Linked DNA regions of Sus scrofa: region 2 is linked to region 1. A link is a contact called in public HiChIP or PLAC-seq data. All regions are on one chromosome and are shown on one strand. Each heading gives the region's core, a stretch centred on a gene start, on an enhancer-like site or on the middle of the called end of the contact. The rest is flanking DNA. Distances are from core to core; before and after follow the strand shown.

Region 1 (2,971 bases), core at 225-2,724:
CAGGATATGGACACCCCGCTACATTCAGTTGTCAGGTCTCCTTCGGCTCCTCTGGTCTGTTATAGTTCCTCTCACTTTCCTTGTTTTGCTGATCTTGACAGTTTTGAAAAGAACATCAGGTATTTTGTAAGATGCCCTTCAGTTTGGGCTTTTCTGAGGTTTTACTCATGGTTAGGCTGGAATTATGGGTTTGGGAGAGGAAGAGGCTCTTTCCCACCATGCCATATCAAAGGCACACGGTGTCAACAGGCTTTCTCACTGATGATGCCAATTGCCACTACCTGACCACGGGAATGCTGGCCAGGTTTCTTTGCTGTAAAGTCTTTCTCCCTTCCATCACTCCCTGTTCCATGGTCCACTCTTTGGAAGCATGTCAGCAAGCAGAGCCCAAGCTCAGGGAATGAGAAGCTAAGTTCCAGCTCCCAAAGTGGGGAGCCTTTTCATAAATTATTGGGAATTCTTCTACACAGGAGAGCAGGGATTTCAATCCTGGTGGCAGCTCCCAGGCTCTGAGAAGTGGGACTGTTCTTGTGAGTGAGAAGCTCACTTTCAGCTTGCTCATTTCCCAAAGGGCCCACACTTCTTAGGCATAGATTACTAGTTATCTACTCAGTGCCTTGACCTCTAGGCATCTACCATCTTCACTGATTTACTTTATCCTAAACTCATCTCTTGTCAAGGGAATTCCTATAATATTGTGAATAAAATAGAAATGGAAATTCAAAACCATGAAAAGGAGGATCAAACATGTCAGCCCTGGGGGTTTATGTACATGCTGTGTGTGACTAAGCATTCAAGCTGGCTTTGAGCTTCCTTGGTAGCCACGACAAAGTACAAAACAAAGTGTCTTGGTCCTGTTTTCTGAAGGGAGAACAAATCCTAGTCACTCATAGAAGTCAGATGTAAGTGTTTTCTTTTCTGAACAAATTCCAGCCAGGTAGAGTTCCCTGGTGGCCTAGCAGTTCAGGATCCGGCATCATTACTGCTGTGGCTCAGGTTCGATCCCTGGCCCAGGAACGTCCACGTGCTGTGGGTGTGGCCAAAAATAAAAAAATTCCAGCCAGGTGACTTGAACGTCCTAGAGCGCACTATTTCCTGATCAAAACTGCAATGATTGCTCTAAATTCCATTCACAGTGCATTAGCACTTAGATGTTCATCCAATAAAGCCAGAGAGTTCCATGGTTTACATGTATGGTTTCCGTTTCCTATTCTAGAGCAGAGAGCTACTGAAGACCAGGAGTGATCACTTTCAGATGGTGCAGAGAATGGGGACTAGTAAATTCAGAAAGCTCTGCAGCTTCAACATCAGGTGCATGACTTTGAGAAGAAATAGCAAGAAGACAGGACCTTAGAAAAATGCCAGGGTAGATGGAAAGATGAAATACCGAGAATGAAGTCAATATGACTCACCCATAGAGTTCTTTTCTTAGATCACAACAGGTGGCATCTTAGGAGAGAAAGAGCATGGGTCTGAGTCCCAGTTCTGCTACTCTGCTGCTTACTAGCTTTGTAGTTTCAGGGGTGTTGACAGCCCAGAGCCTTGGTTTCCTCATATAAAATGAAGCTGATGTCTACTTATTATGGGGATTAAGTACCAAAGCATTATACATAAGATCTCTGCCATAGTACACTAATAGTAACAGCAGCCCCCACGGAAAGGCCTTATCTGTTCCAGGCGCTGTATCACACACTTGACATGAATTATCTCATTTCATCGTCACCATGAGGTAACTACTATTGAAGGATTCAAAAACTGTTGGTTTCTCCACAAAGCTACGCCAAGCCACATCCTTGGATATTTTTGGAAAGAGTGTACCAGTCCTTGGAAGGCTCTTTGCAGATCCATTCCATGCACAGCAGCTGTATTGACATCCATTTTGTAACCATCTGCAATCCCCCAAGTTTGCTGCAACCGACACAGATCTTTAACTCTCGGGCTCCCCAGTGGGAATGTGTAAAACTCAAGGAAAATTCTACCAAGAGGCTCTTTCCAAGCCTCATTTATGGCAGGAAGAAAGCCACTGAAGAACTGGGAGCATGCCATTAAAAGTGACCAGGCTGGAGGGATGAGGGAGTGGGGAGTTATGGCTTAATGGGTCCAGAGTTTCAGTTTGGGAAGATAAGAAAGTTCTGAAGATGGATGTTGGAGATGGTTGGATAACAATGTGAATGTACCTAATGCCACTAAATTGTACACTTAAAATTGTAAATTTTGTTATGTATATTTTAGCATATTAAAAATAGTAATAATGATAATAACAACAATAATAAAGTAACCAGGGTGGTAAAGGGTCTAAAAACCATATGGATGCAAAACACATGAAAGAACTCAGATATTCTGCAGGTAAAAGTTTGAAAGCCTCTGGTTTTCAGGATAATGATAATATTACCCACTACTTAGCAAGCACATCATATACATAGGCACTGTAGCTACATCATCTTTATTCTATAGCATGGCTCTAAAAGGCATTTCTTGCTTAGAGGGATCAGGTACCAGGCCAGGATGACATAGCTAGAAAGTGATGGGGATGAGATTTGAAACCCAACCAGTTCACTATATCACATATTTCTTTCTTTTCTTTTTAAGGCTACACCTGAGGCATATGAAAGTTCCCAGGCTAGGAGTCGAACTGGAGCTGCAGCTGCCAGCCTATATCACAGCCACAGCAACACCAGATCTGAGCCGCATCTTTGACCTACACTGTGGCTCGTAGCAATGCCGGATCCTAAACCCACTGAGAGCAGCCAGGGATCAAAACCTGCATCCTCGTGGCTACTACTAGCCGGGTTCTTAACCCACTAAGCCACAATGGGAACTCCTTACCTTGTCTTTCTATATTGTGCCTCATTCAAATATTGAGTAGTTACCTGGAATTTTTTTTTTTTAATTTGTTAGGGCCGTACCCGGGGCATATGGAGGTTCCTAGACTAGGGGTCTAATCAGAGCTAGGGCTGCTGACCTATGCCAC
Region 2 (2,971 bases), core at 322-2,821, 87 kb before region 1:
CTCACCTAGAAGCTGGGATGAGGAGCCCAGCCAGGGACTTCTGGTCCTCCCTTGGGTCCCAGCTGACACTCAGCTCTTAGAGTCTTAGCTTGTCATGTGGGGGGATGAGGGACAGAGATACTATCACGGACTTCCTAGACGGCTCGCCCCCCTCTCCCCCAGAGACCACTCGCCCAGGTCAGGGCCCCACTTTAAGTCATAATAACACATGAAGGAGACCCGTGAGCAGTGGCAAAGGGCCGGGTGTGTTCCCCTCCCCAAGTGTGCCCGGCCAGTGTGTCCCTAGTCTGGTGTTCTCCTCCTTCCCATGATGCTTTTATGGTATCCTCACGTCTTTGAGTGGTACTTCAGCCCCCTCACCAGTTCCCCTCCCTGTAATGAAAGTCCCAACCTAAACGTCTCCTGGCCAGAATCGCTCAGCCTCTTTGCTTCTAAAAAGGGCATCATGATAGAACTTCCCCCAGAGGCTTGATGGAGAGATTAGCTGAGATAATATGTGGAAAGCTCCAAGTCACAGGGCCTGGCATGCAGTAAGTGCTCAATAAATGTTGGCTGCTGTTATTACTCCTATGGGTCATATTATCATTTTACTTCATGACTCTCTCTCGACTCCATCCTTTGCCCCCTGTCTCCATGTCCCCATCCTAGTTCCAGCCACCACTGGTTCCCAAAGGCCCAGCTCCAGTTCATCCTCCACTTGGCAACCACAGAGGTTTCTAACTAGATCCATCAGCTCACCTCCTTGCCTGCTGAAAACCCTTTCGTGCTTCCCCAGCCCCGAACGGTGGCCCCTCAGGCCCTGCCCGCCTCTCCAGTCTCCCCGGGCCTGACTCTGCGTTATTCACTGAGCTCCAGTCATCCTGGCCTCGTTTCCTTTTCCTGCACCTGTCAGGTCCCCCTGCTTCAGGGCCTTTGCATATACTGTTCCTTCTGGTGCACTCTTTCCTCCTGGTTCGCCCCTTTTGATCCTTGACACCCCGCCGCAAACATCAGTGCCTGGGATAGTGCCTTCCTGGACCCCAGGGTGCAGAATCAGAGTCCTTCCTATCAGATAAACTGGTTTGTAATAAAATGTTCATTAGCAGCCTTACTGGATTCTGGTTTGTCTCCCGCTCCAGAATCTAAGCTTCTCACATACTCAGTATAAGAGGAGCTCTTATTATGGCAGATGAGGAAGCTGAGACCCAGAAAGGAGGGCTTTACCCAGGGTCACATGTGAACAAGTTAGTTGAGAGACTGGTTCAGAAACCCAGGTCCCTAACTCCCGGCTTAATGGCTGGGAGCCCCATCTGCCTTATGACACCTCAGGGAGTATCTGGAACCAGGCGCTCTGGGGACAGGAGACTGTGCTCCATAACCCTGGGAAGTCTGGCATCTGCCAGAGCTTTGGAGGAGATTGGCTTGAGCCTCCCAGAGAGGGAGGCCTGTTGTCTCAGAGGGGGGGGGGGGGCTGTGGGGGGGGGCGCTGTTCCAGGGCCCGCCGCCTGGGCCAGGGATCTCTGGGCCTCCCAAGACAGCTGAATATAGTGCACGGCTATTCTGAGCAGTCCCATGACCAGTGTCTTCGCTCTGGACCAAAAGGTCAGGGCCTTAAGCCACTGCCTCCCAGCGGCCCCTGGGCCAGCCTGGCCATGCCCCTGGCCTGAGCTTCCCTTCCTGGGGTGCGGGCTCCAGGAAGAGGGGGGCCTAAGAGACTCCAGGGACAGTTAGATGCCCAGTCCTAGTTCAGGGGAACCGCTTGGGTAGGAGGGACCGCCTTCTACACGCACGGGACTGTGGGGGCGCTCCCAGGCCATCTCTAGCCACTGCCCTCATCCGGTGGAGAAACGGGCCCACATAGCCAATTAGTGCAGCTCAGACTCACATCCCCAGCCTCCCAGCCATTTGCATGGCTCTTGGCTCTCAGCTTTAAAAGAACATCAGGGAGTTCCCATTGTGGCTCAGCAGTTAACGAATCCGACTAGGAACCATGAGGTTGCAGGTTCGATCCCTGGCCTTGCTCAGTGGGTTAAGGATCCAGCATTGCTGTGAGCTGTGGTGTAGGTTGCAGACGTGGCTCGTATCCTGCGTTGCTGTGGCTCTGGCTTAAGCTGGCAGCTGCAGCTCCGATGAGACCCCCTAGCCTGGGAACCTCCATATGCCGAGGGAGCGGCCCAAGAAATGGCAAAAAGACAAAAAAATAAAAATAAAAATTTAAAAATAAAAAATAAAATAAAATGAAAGAACATCAAATCCCACCTGGGCAGCTGTTCTCCTTCCTCAGTCCTCCCCTGAGGGAGGGAAAGTCAGCAGTTACCCGCCTACCTGCCTTCCCGGCTCCCCTCCCAGGTCCCAGTTCAGCCAGCTGAGACCTCCATTAGCCTGTCAACCCAGACCTTAGCCCAAATCCTTTCTTATCATCCCCCTAGCAGGATTTTCCAGCAGCCCCTTCCTTTTTTTTTTTTTTTTTTCCTGCTTTTTAGGGCTGCACCATGGCACATGGAGGTTCCCAGGCTAGGGGTCTATCAGAGCCACAGCTGCTGGCCTACACTACAGCCACAGCCATACCGGATCTGAGCCGCATCTGCAACCTACACCACAGCTCATGGCAACGCCAGATCCTTCACCCACTGAGTGAGGCCAGGGATTGAACCTGCAGCCTCACGGTTCCTAGTCGGATTCCTTTCCGCGTTGCCATGACAGGAACTCCCCCTTCCTTTCTTGAGTCACAATGCTAATAGTTGCTGTTTACAAAAGCACTTAACTACATGTCTGACAGCCTGGGTCTGGGTTACGTATTCTCATTTAATTCTCAGGCCATTCCCATGGAACTGTATCATTACTATCACACCCATGTCACAGATGAGGCTGCTGAGGCTCAAAGTGACATTTCCAAGGTCATTTAGCTTGCGCATGGTGGGCCAGCATTCAGCTGTGGATCTGCCTGACCCCGGAGCTCTGTCCATCACCAGTACTCAGGACTGCCCCCGGT

The links. HiChIP or PLAC-seq counts read pairs in DNA pulled down with a chosen protein or histone mark.
Region 2: an H3K27ac HiChIP or PLAC-seq map of skeletal muscle shows a contact between it and region 1. The contact joins two enhancer-like sites. A contact is called at or near these places in 4 of 47 Hi-C or Micro-C datasets (embryonic fibroblasts, psoas muscle and skeletal muscle) and 1 of 2 datasets of contacts at active chromatin or transcription factors (skeletal muscle).

Annotation. Positions count from the first base shown.
Region 1 is chr2:41,312,719-41,315,689 of Sscrofa11.1, reverse strand. All of the region lies in intron 10 of SERGEF (secretion-regulating guanine nucleotide exchange factor), which reads right to left. Among named protein-coding and RNA genes, the nearest start is that of KCNC1, 94 kb to the left of the region's middle. Within about 2 kb of position 1,474, at least 1 of the 83 cell types and tissues checked has an H3K27ac peak or open chromatin away from gene starts, as enhancers often do. A contact at or near this core is called in skeletal muscle, where this site is marked.
Region 2 is chr2:41,399,756-41,402,726 of Sscrofa11.1, reverse strand. The region is part of intron 1 of KCNC1 (potassium voltage-gated channel subfamily C member 1); the gene reads left to right. Among named protein-coding and RNA genes, the nearest start is that of KCNC1, 6.7 kb to the left of the region's middle. Within about 2 kb of position 1,571, at least 1 of the 83 cell types and tissues checked has an H3K27ac peak or open chromatin away from gene starts, as enhancers often do. A contact at or near this core is called in skeletal muscle, where this site is marked.